3 separate regions of the Sus scrofa genome follow, and all the other regions are linked to region 2. The links are chromatin contacts, called in public Hi-C and HiChIP or PLAC-seq maps. All regions are on one chromosome and are shown on one strand. The core of a region is the stretch at or near the end of the contact, and the rest is flanking DNA. Distances in the headings are between cores, read along the strand shown.

What was found. A called contact is a pair of places that touch in the nucleus more often than the background predicts. HiChIP or PLAC-seq counts read pairs in DNA pulled down with a chosen protein or histone mark.
Region 1: a contact with region 2 is called in a Hi-C map of embryonic fibroblasts, with 3 times the contacts expected there. The contact joins the promoter of TBC1D2 here to the promoter of TRMO in region 2. A contact is called at or near these places in 9 of 47 Hi-C or Micro-C datasets (alveolar macrophages, embryonic fibroblasts, fetal skeletal muscle and 5 more) and 2 of 2 datasets of contacts at active chromatin or transcription factors (alveolar macrophages and skeletal muscle).
Region 3: an H3K27ac HiChIP or PLAC-seq map of alveolar macrophages shows a contact between it and region 2. The contact joins the promoter of TSTD2 here to the promoter of TRMO in region 2. A contact is called at or near these places in 5 of 47 Hi-C or Micro-C datasets (heart right ventricle, liver, skeletal muscle and 1 more) and 1 of 2 datasets of contacts at active chromatin or transcription factors (alveolar macrophages).

The regions. Positions count from the first base shown.
Region 1 is chr1:240,048,349-240,051,241 of Sscrofa11.1, reverse strand. It overlaps TBC1D2 (TBC1 domain family member 2A), which reads left to right and starts at 1,315. Exons shown (of 16, transcript XM_021066519.1): 1 at 1,315-1,882. The coding sequence starts at 1,508.
Region 2 is chr1:239,785,555-239,788,653 of Sscrofa11.1, reverse strand. TRMO (tRNA methyltransferase O) reads left to right here and starts at 1,722. Exons shown (of 6, transcript NM_001243624.1): 1 at 1,722-1,829. The coding sequence starts at 1,754.
Region 3 is chr1:239,491,160-239,494,347 of Sscrofa11.1, reverse strand. It overlaps TSTD2 (thiosulfate sulfurtransferase/rhodanese-like domain-containing protein 2), which reads left to right and starts at 1,465. Exons shown (of 10, transcript XM_005660262.3): 1 at 1,465-1,829. NCBP1 (nuclear cap-binding protein subunit 1) reads right to left here and starts at 1,771. Exons shown (of 24, transcript XR_002336867.1): 1 at 1,299-1,771.

The DNA of each region.
Region 1 (2,893 bases), core at 66-2,565, 260 kb before region 2:
AGCAAAAGCAGGGCACTGTGCATGCACTCTGCACACAGCACCACCAAGGGGGCAGACCACCAGATCCCTAGACTCACCCTTATCCCCACCACCTCCTCAGGGAGCAAGCAAGGGCAGCTGTTACTTGTTTTCCTACCTCCTGCTGCAGTACCGGTGCCAATAAAGCCTTGACTAAATTTGTCTGGCCTCTCATCAATTTGTATTAACGAGGTCAAAAACCCTTGTCAGTAACAGAAGGGTACACCTGAACTAAATTTGGACTTTTATTTCTTTCATTCCCCCGTTTGCCTAACAATAGTATAATTAATCTATCATCGGTTTGGAGAATGTTATTTCTCTATTATCATATTAAGAGACATTTTTAGATATGCTATGGACTTACAAAATATTATTATAATTTCTGCAGTGAACCTGTGTTAAGTTAATTTTAAGAAAAGACAACCTCAGACCTTGAGTATAATTTGCCCGGAACAAAACAAGGAAGATTTTGTTAAGGATGGCAAAGAGAGAGAAGCTAAAGAAAGAGGGGCTAAGAAAGGGCTAGTGAAGAACCGTGAAGCTCCTCAAGAGGTGGTAGGAAATGGGCTCCATAGCCCAAGCGGAGGGAAGCGCCTAAAGGAGTAAAGGGGGGAAACTTAAGGACAAGAGGCAGACAGACTGAGGACAGAAGTTGAGAAAGTTAGTAAAGACACATTTGATTCCACAATTTACTGTGCCCAAACCCGTCCCAAGCACTGGGTTCCAGCAAGGGCAGAAGCCGGGCCGGGCGCCCATATAACTCGAGTAGCTCAGGAAAGAGGCGAGCGGGAACTGGGACCGAGGAAGGAGAGGCCGCCACGGTCAGGGGAGAACCACAGGGTCGCTTAACTGCTGACGGGTATATAGGCCACCAGCAGAGCCCTCTAAGCACGCGCGCTTTGAGCGGCGCCGGAAATGTCGCCACGCAGCCGGGTGTCCCCTTCAGCCAATGGACGCGCCGTGCGCCCCGCAACGGGGACCTGCGCGGCACCTGGGGAGAAAAGGCGGGAGGCCCGTAAAGCTGGAGAAGGGACTGTCCCTCTACGTTATTACGCGTGTTACCAGAACAAGGTATTTGTGGAGGGCGTCTCCTCCAGCCTCTCTTCCGCTGGTTAACCAAATTCAGGGACACCACGCCTTCAATCCGAGGACCGCCCCACGCTCGCGGCTGCCCTCAGTAAATATGGCGGAGAGGAGCGAAGAAAAGTCGGAAGTTAGCAGTGTGGGAGGAGCCGGCAGGGGGCGTGTCGAGGCCTGTCCTAGATACGGAGGGGTCCGGATGGGCGTGGCCACCCTCAGGTACTGGGTTTTAGATCAATGAAGTGCACGCAACGCAGGGAGCTGCGTCCCTCCGTCGTCTCTTGGAGGCGGGTCACTAAAGGCCCCGCCCTCGTCCAGTTATCTCCGTCTTGAAGGTATCCCCTGAATCTCCGAGATTTGGCCGGAGTTGGGCAGTGGACATCCAGCTCCTCCGCAGTCCCTAGTGGCGATGGAGGACGCCCAGGAGAACCCCGCGGAGTCTAGCTCCTCTGCCCCCGTGTCCGAAGAGCCTGCCAGCTTGGCCAGGGGCTCCCAGGTGTTGCCTCCAGAGGAATCGACGGTCTGCACCCGACCTCTGGAGGCGGCCCCCAAGAAACTTTGTGGATATTTAAGCAAGTTGGGAGGCAAAAGGCCCATCCGGGGTTGGAAATCCCGCTGGTTTTTCTACGACGAGAGAAAATGTCACCTGTATTATTCGCGGACCGCACAGGATGCAAACCCCTTGGACAGCATCGACCTCTCCTGTGCGGTATTTGACTGCAAGGCGGACGCCGAGGAGGGGACTTTCGAAATCAAGACCCCCAGCCGGACTATTACCTTGAAGGTAAATGATGCAATTTTCTCCTTTTCAGCACAGCGGGGTGCAAGTGAGTGGTCACAATAAACTTACTGTAACTATAATCACCGACCCCAAACACCCCTGTGAACCCTGGGTTCACAGGGTCTTGTGCTTTACAAAGGGCATTCACACTCATTTCCTCATTGTGTTCCCATAACAAAGGCCCACATGATATACGCATATTACGGATCAAGTAATTGAGTCATAGGAGTTCCCGTTGTGGCGCAGTGGTTAACAAATCCGACTGGGAACCATGAGGTTGCGGGTTCAATCCTTGGCCTTGCTCAGGGGGTTGAGGATCCAGCGTTGCGTGAGCTGTGGTGTAGGTCGCAGACGCGGCTCGGATCCGGCGTTGCTGTGCCTCTGGTGTAGGCGGGTGGCTACAGCTCCTTATTAGACCCCTATCCTGGGGACCTCCATATGCCGCGGGAGCGGCCCTAGAAAAGGCAAAAAGACAAAAAAAAAAAAAAAAAAAAAAAAAAATTGAGTCATAAAGAGATGAAGTGACTGGTCCAAGGTCACACAACTAAAAAGTGGTGTAGCCCACACTTGGAATCCCGTGGGTTTTCTACCTCTCAGCACTTGATCAAAACTTTTACTTTTGGGTGTGGCTAATAATGCAGTTGCCTTAACTTTTTTACTTCGGGTTGAAGTATAATCAAGATATGAGCTTTGCTGCCCTCTCTCAAGGCATGACTTCTGAATCACGTTTCTTTTTATTTCTTAACTTTTAAAAAAGTTTTCTTTTTAATTTTAATGCCCCCCCCCCCACATATGGAAGTTCCCCATCCAGGGATCCAATCCATCATAGTCACACTGTGAATTACACCTCGCTGCAGCTGCCCGGGTGCCAGAACCTTTAACCTACTGCACCAGGCTGAGAATCAAGCCCACACCTCCTCAGCGACCTCGGATTCTTAACCCACTGTGCCACAGCAGAAACTTCTGAATAACGTTTCTTTTTTCTTTACTTTTTTTTCTTTTTATGGCCATACC
Region 2 (3,099 bases), core at 473-2,972:
CAGAGAAAGGGTTGTCTCATAAATACAAATAATCATATGTAACTCTAGACAGGCTAATGAAAACTTCATGTAATAAAAGTGCTATATATTCAAGTTCCTGTCTCCCATAGAGAAATTTTACTTCTAAAACAGGGATTAATGTACCTCACCAGTATCTCCAAGTCTGTTTTGCATTTCAGAACTTGTCACACTTGGTAATGTATTTTTGGTGTGATTATCACGATATATGATTTCTAAGGCCAGGAGCGCATATACCCCTCATTTCTGCAACAGCCTGGCCACAAATTAACCGACTATCACTTTTAGCAACACCCCCATCTAGTGGCCAACTGCTGCTGTTACGGCCCCAGTTTTACAGCGGGTATATAGCTCAGCCCTTCTGCAACTTGTTCTTGTTTCTTCAGCTGCCCCAGAACTCTTTCCTCCTGAAAACAATAGCATTCTTGTCTAATTTTTTCTTTTTCTGGCTGCGCTGGTGGCATGAAGAAGTTGCTGGGCCAGGGATCCAACTCCCGCCACAAGAGCGACTCAGACCGCTGCAGTGACAATGCCAGATCCTTAACCTGCTTTGCCACAAGAGAACTTTTTAAAATTTTCACGTGGAAAAGACCTATCAGAAGATATGTAGGTGTACGAATTTTCTCAATTTTTAGTTTTTGTTTTAAACCCCACGATCTTTAAATCTTTGGCTCCTTCCAATGTTCCTTTTCTGCTAGTGATCTATTTAGTCCACGACAAATGAACCAGTTGAGGAACAGCTTTTCATGGTTATAAAGCTTCCACATCTATGCAGTTTTATTTGAATAATTTATTTTGCAGGCACATGCTCCACCCTCCGCACCCCAACCCTCATGCAACAACAGGATAAAAAGCTCAGAAGCAGAATTATGTATACAGAGAAACTTGATAAAATATACAGGTGAGAGAAGACGTTACAAGTCAATGGGTAAAAGGGCAGGCTAGCGGTGCAAGGATAACTGGCCATCCAATGGAATGAAAACTGATTCTTGCTGGCCCTCAGTTTTTTAGAGCTCTCCAGAAACGATGGCACAATCTCCTCAATGTATATGGCATGTTGATTCAAATTTCATTCTCGCTTCAGTTCCCATGAAGTATGACGCACAGGAAACAAGTCTCCACCTCTCAACCCCTACCTAATCTGGTGTGGGTCTACCCATCCATTAGATTTGAAATAAGATTTACCTGGGGCTCCTTTCTGACAAAACATCCTTCTTATTACGGAAAAATGGGAGCATACAGATAAGTATAAATGACCATTTGTGTATTCCCACCATCCAAGTATTAACATTTTCTAACATCCGATCATCTTGCTATGTGATATACTACCCATACATATCCTTTGTCTTTAAAAATTATCGTCATGCGTTAGATACGCAGGTTGCTTATTTCGAGAGAGATATCTTTATGCATAAATCTTCAATGACGAGTCCCCCTTGAAACGGGCAGTAACTTCGGAGTCGCTAGCTGCCCTGAGAGGGCGGGAAACTGCTGTGGATCCAGGCGGGACCGCATAGACGCGGGTTCAGGAACGGAACGAGACCTCAGGTACACAACCTCAACCTCAGTTCTGCTTCCGCCGCCGCCCGCTGCGCGCGCGGCGCGCACCCCACACCCCTAGCGCGTGCTGGATCTTAGCGCCACCAGCCCGAGCGGCTGTTGCGCAGGCGCCAGGCGCGGAGACCGGAAGCGGAAGGCTTAACGCGTTGGGTGGGCACCTGTGCAACCAGTAGTTATGCGCGGCTTGGAGGACCCTGGGCCTCGCCCTAAAGCTACCCCGTGCGGGTGCGTGAAGCCAACTCTGGAGACAGGTAACTTTTAAGAGGCTGGCGGTTCCTCTCTCAGAACAACCATAAGTGCAGGCAGCCGACTTAACTGTAGAGAGGACAAGGAAAGCGAGACCGTGAACGGACTGGGTCCTTTTCCTGTTTATTGCGAAGGCACGGGTCACGTGCTTAGACGACCACGTGATGTATCGGAGGTGGAGCAGGATGACGTCATCTCTCCTGCCCTGTTCGTGGTGGCTGAGGTCGGCTGACCTTGGCAGAACAGCCACCTGCAGTGTAGTGGCCTGTCCTTTGGAGAGTTCTCACTCATAAAGGAGAGATAGGATGTTTACATCAGGTGCTGTGCCGACTAGGAGTTAATGCCACCAGAGAGAAGCATCCGGTGCTGTAGGAAATAGTTTTAAGCTGAACCTGGAAAGATGGTCATGGGCTTGTTTCTCTGTATTTTCACTCTTACTTATGCAGGAGACTGTCTTAACTTTGGAAATTAGAGGAAGCAAATGGAAAAAAGGTTAAAGTAGTTGGCCATCAAGCAGAGAAAACCTCTGTTAATATCTTGGTTTATACCTTCCATAATTTTTTCAGTGCATATATCCTAGAAATATGTGTTGATATGTAATCCCACTGTTTTATAACCTCAAAACCTTAAGGTTTGTAAAAACTTTCCATGGCAATTAATGTTAATTTTAAGAGGTTGCACACTGTTTTGTTTTATAGGTGTGCTCTTATTTACCCAGTTCCTTTTGTTGGGTGTTTAGGTTATTACTGGTTTTATTTCACTTAGAAAAGTGAAAGTTCTTGAGACTGTTGCCAAAAACTGGGTCTCTGTCCAACTGCTACCAAATGGAACCCCAGAGACAGTTTTGGGTGAAGGAGAAAAAAAAATATAGCTTTTATTGCTTTGCCAGGCAAAGGAGACCACAGCAGGCTAATGTCTTAAAGACTCTCCTCCTTTGGGGAAGAATTGCAGGGAGTTTTATAATCTAAAAGGAGAAGAACAGGGTTTCAGGTAAGAGTCAAGATTGGGGCAAACGTGTTTTTCTTTCAGGAAATTTTAGTCATCAAAGCTGGTGTCAGGAGAGCTCATCATGATCCTGGTGGTCTTCTGATTTATGGAATCTTGCCTTTTCCTCGAATAACAGTACTTACCAAAAGGACAGATTGGTCACAGATTAGGACAAACTAGGAAAATTGCTGAAAAACATCTTGTGCTTCTAATCTTTAACCCACAGGCAATTGTGTTCACAGTGCCTGATCTTTAGCTTACAGGTGTTTGTGTTTAGGGTACAGTCAA
Region 3 (3,188 bases), core at 216-2,715, 290 kb after region 2:
CTGTGTCTGGGCACAGCCATCTCCATTAATTATACTAAATCTAGACCCTTAGGTGTCAGGTGACAAGACTGGACTAGACTATCCTCTCAAGCCATGTCCTAGCAGAAAACTGATATTTCATTGTTAAAATTAAGTAGGTGGGATTTGGTTCCTACCCTCGAGTGCCCCAACATTCAAGGAGAGAAAAATATAAGTGGAGAAAATTAATTAAATCCAACTTTTTGATCCGTATTTTTTTCCTACATCGTTGACATCTGCCAATGCTTATCAATTCTTAAGCATTAACAGATGATAAAATACATATCATCATGAGCAATTAGTTACATATGTTAATCCTCACAAAACCAAGAACAGGCATGTATCATTAATCCAATACTACAGACTAAGGTTTAAAGAGGTGATATAATCTGGGCAAGATCACAAAATAAATGGCAAGGTCTAACTTTGAACTTAAACCCTCTGTCTCCAAAGTCTGGCCTCTTAACCACTTTACAACACTATTTTCAAGTATTAATAACTAAATTATTTTTAGTTTCTTTTTGCTTTTCTAGATGTGTATTCTTGACTGTTGTTTTTTTAATGTAAGCATCGTTTCCTATTTTTAACTAGCTAAATTATTCCTGGTTTCTATGACGGCAATTCCAGGATCCCCATGAGTGCAAATATCCAAATGGGAACCCCGATCTAACCTCTACGAGCTCTCTAGTGAGTCTTCTGGCATTCTTTTCTTAAACGAGAGAAATAAGCTTACAACCAATTCAAGATCTAACATAACGACCTACGTATATCTATTTATTAAAGACTTCTCGCGTGCGGATAAGAAGCTGATTTTTCTTCCCCAGTGGTTTGAAAGAAGGCAAAACCCCGGATGACCCGCACAGGAGAGCTGGGATTGCAATTCATCAGATCTCTCACCTTCCGAGAGCCATTAATACATGATGTTTGAGGGTCAAAACGAGACACTGGGACAAGTGAGTCCTGGTCACCGTCTCTAAGGGGAAGCGGCACAGACACAAATATACTTCCCTGCTCGGCGGTACCAAGGACCTTATCTTAAAGAGTGCTTAGAGACCAGGGGTGCACCAGGCCTCCCCTCCGCCGACGACTCAAGAGGTGCGGTGGGGGATAGCACGAGCTTTCCAGCAGTCGCCCAGCCACACTCCCGCTGTGCCACCCATCTCCCCGCAAGTTCCTGGGGGAAGGGCTTCCCGTCCCTTCGCTCAGGACCTGAAGACCGAAGAAGCCAAACCTCGGCCCCACCTGGGCGCGGCTTCGGCGGCCAGGCCCAGAGCACTCACCATCGTTCTCGTCGCTGTGCCGCCGCCGTGACATGCCGCACGTTGTGTATGCGGCGGAGCCTAGACGCCGGGCGGGAAGAGCGGCAGGAACCGTCGGGCAGCCGGCCGGCGCGAGGACAGCGGCGAGGCTCACGAAGTGGCCCGCGCGCAGGCGCACTCGCTCGCGACGGCTCCCGGAAGCGCAAGGGGGAGAAGTGGCCGGGTGGGCTCGGCGGGCTCGGATCCCGGAGAGCCGGCGTCTGGAACCTCACCAAGCCACTGCCGCCTCGTCCGCACGCAACCGCCCCCTCGGGCTGCCTCCGCCTCTCCGCTGCTTCCTTCGCCCGCCTCCGCGGGAAGTCCTTCCGGGGCCACGCGGAGAGCACCGCCTCCCCAGGCGGCCGGAGCCCGCAGGCCGCGAGCCACGCCTTGGCGGGGGTGGTCTAGGAGGGACGCTCTAGTTCAGACTCCCTCCACTTCAGACTCCCCCCCGGGCCTCTCAGTGGTTTTCCCGGCGGCCCTTTCGCTAACGGCCTAGACTTCCGGGGCGAGGTGAGGTCCCCGGCGTTCCTTCCTACGTAAACAGGGGCGGGGGCTGGAGGTGCAAGGGTGGTGAGAGGTGACAATTGCTAGGCGGAGACGGTTTGGTGAAGAAAGATCTAAGAAAGGATCTGGACTGGCGGGTACGTGCTCATCTTTCTCCCACTTCCGGGCCTCTGCCGACTCGGGAAAGCTGGGAGGAGAGATTGGGCCAGGCCCGGCGCGCGGGGTGGGGCCCAAGCGGGAAGCGGCGCCGCTCGAGCAGCTCTGGGGACCGAAAGACCCTGCCTAGCTTGAGCTTGCTGCTCTGCGGTTAGCTTCTGACCGTCGTCTGACCTCTCGCCCCTCTGAGTTGTTGATCGCTTTAGTAATGTTTCCAGTGGTTATTGGATACTTCCATTATGTGTATGTGAATATTCTCCGCCCTGACCTCTGTGGTGAACACCACGGCTGCTTATCTGCTTTGTCGATGGCCATTTGAAATTTCACACGCGTGAAATGAACCTTTCATTCTCCTAGCCTAACCTAGCCTAACCTATTGCTCCTTCACTTTTACGCATCCATCCGATTGCTTAATCCAAAAATGTAGGTAGGAGTCATTCTTGGCTCCTTACTTACTACCTAATGAACTATCAGTAAACCTTATCAGCTCTACTTTCAAAACCGATCTGGAATCAGTTACTCCTTTTTTACTACTCTCTCATGACTTTGCGATGTAAAGTAACCTGACCTACAGGGTCCTACTCTTTTATCACTATGCTCCAACAATTCTTACTTTCTTCCTGTACCTCCAGTAAGGCAAGCTTGTTCACCCTTTAGGCATTTATATTCCTTTGCCTGAAGATTTCTACCCTTAAGTATGCATGGATGGCTCCTTGGCATTTCAGTCCCAGCTCAAGCATCAGCCCCCTTAGGAATCCTTCCCTGGCCACCCAACCTTTTACTCCATACCACAAATATTGTATTTATTATGTGCCAGGCAGTGTTCTAGACATTGAGGAGGCTGAGGTGAACGAAGGAAAACCCCTGCTTTCTCAGTGCTGATGACCGGTTGAGGAATCCAGCAAACTGCAGTCAGAGGTGGTGGGCAAAAATAGAAAAAGATGCGATTAGGGTGTGGTGGGAAAGGCTTTATAAGAACCTTGGACTTTATCTGATGCCTTTAAAAGCCTTTGGAGGGAGAGATCTGACTTATTTTTAAAGTCACCCCTCTTGCTCTTACGGGAGAAGGGCAGTTAGGCAATTGCAATAATTCATGCAAGAAATAATGGTTGCTTAAGTGGGGTTGGTAGGGAAGGTAGTGCAGTGTCATCTGATGTGATTATATTTCAAAAGCAGAATTGACAGGATTTTCAATACTCTGAAAGAGTG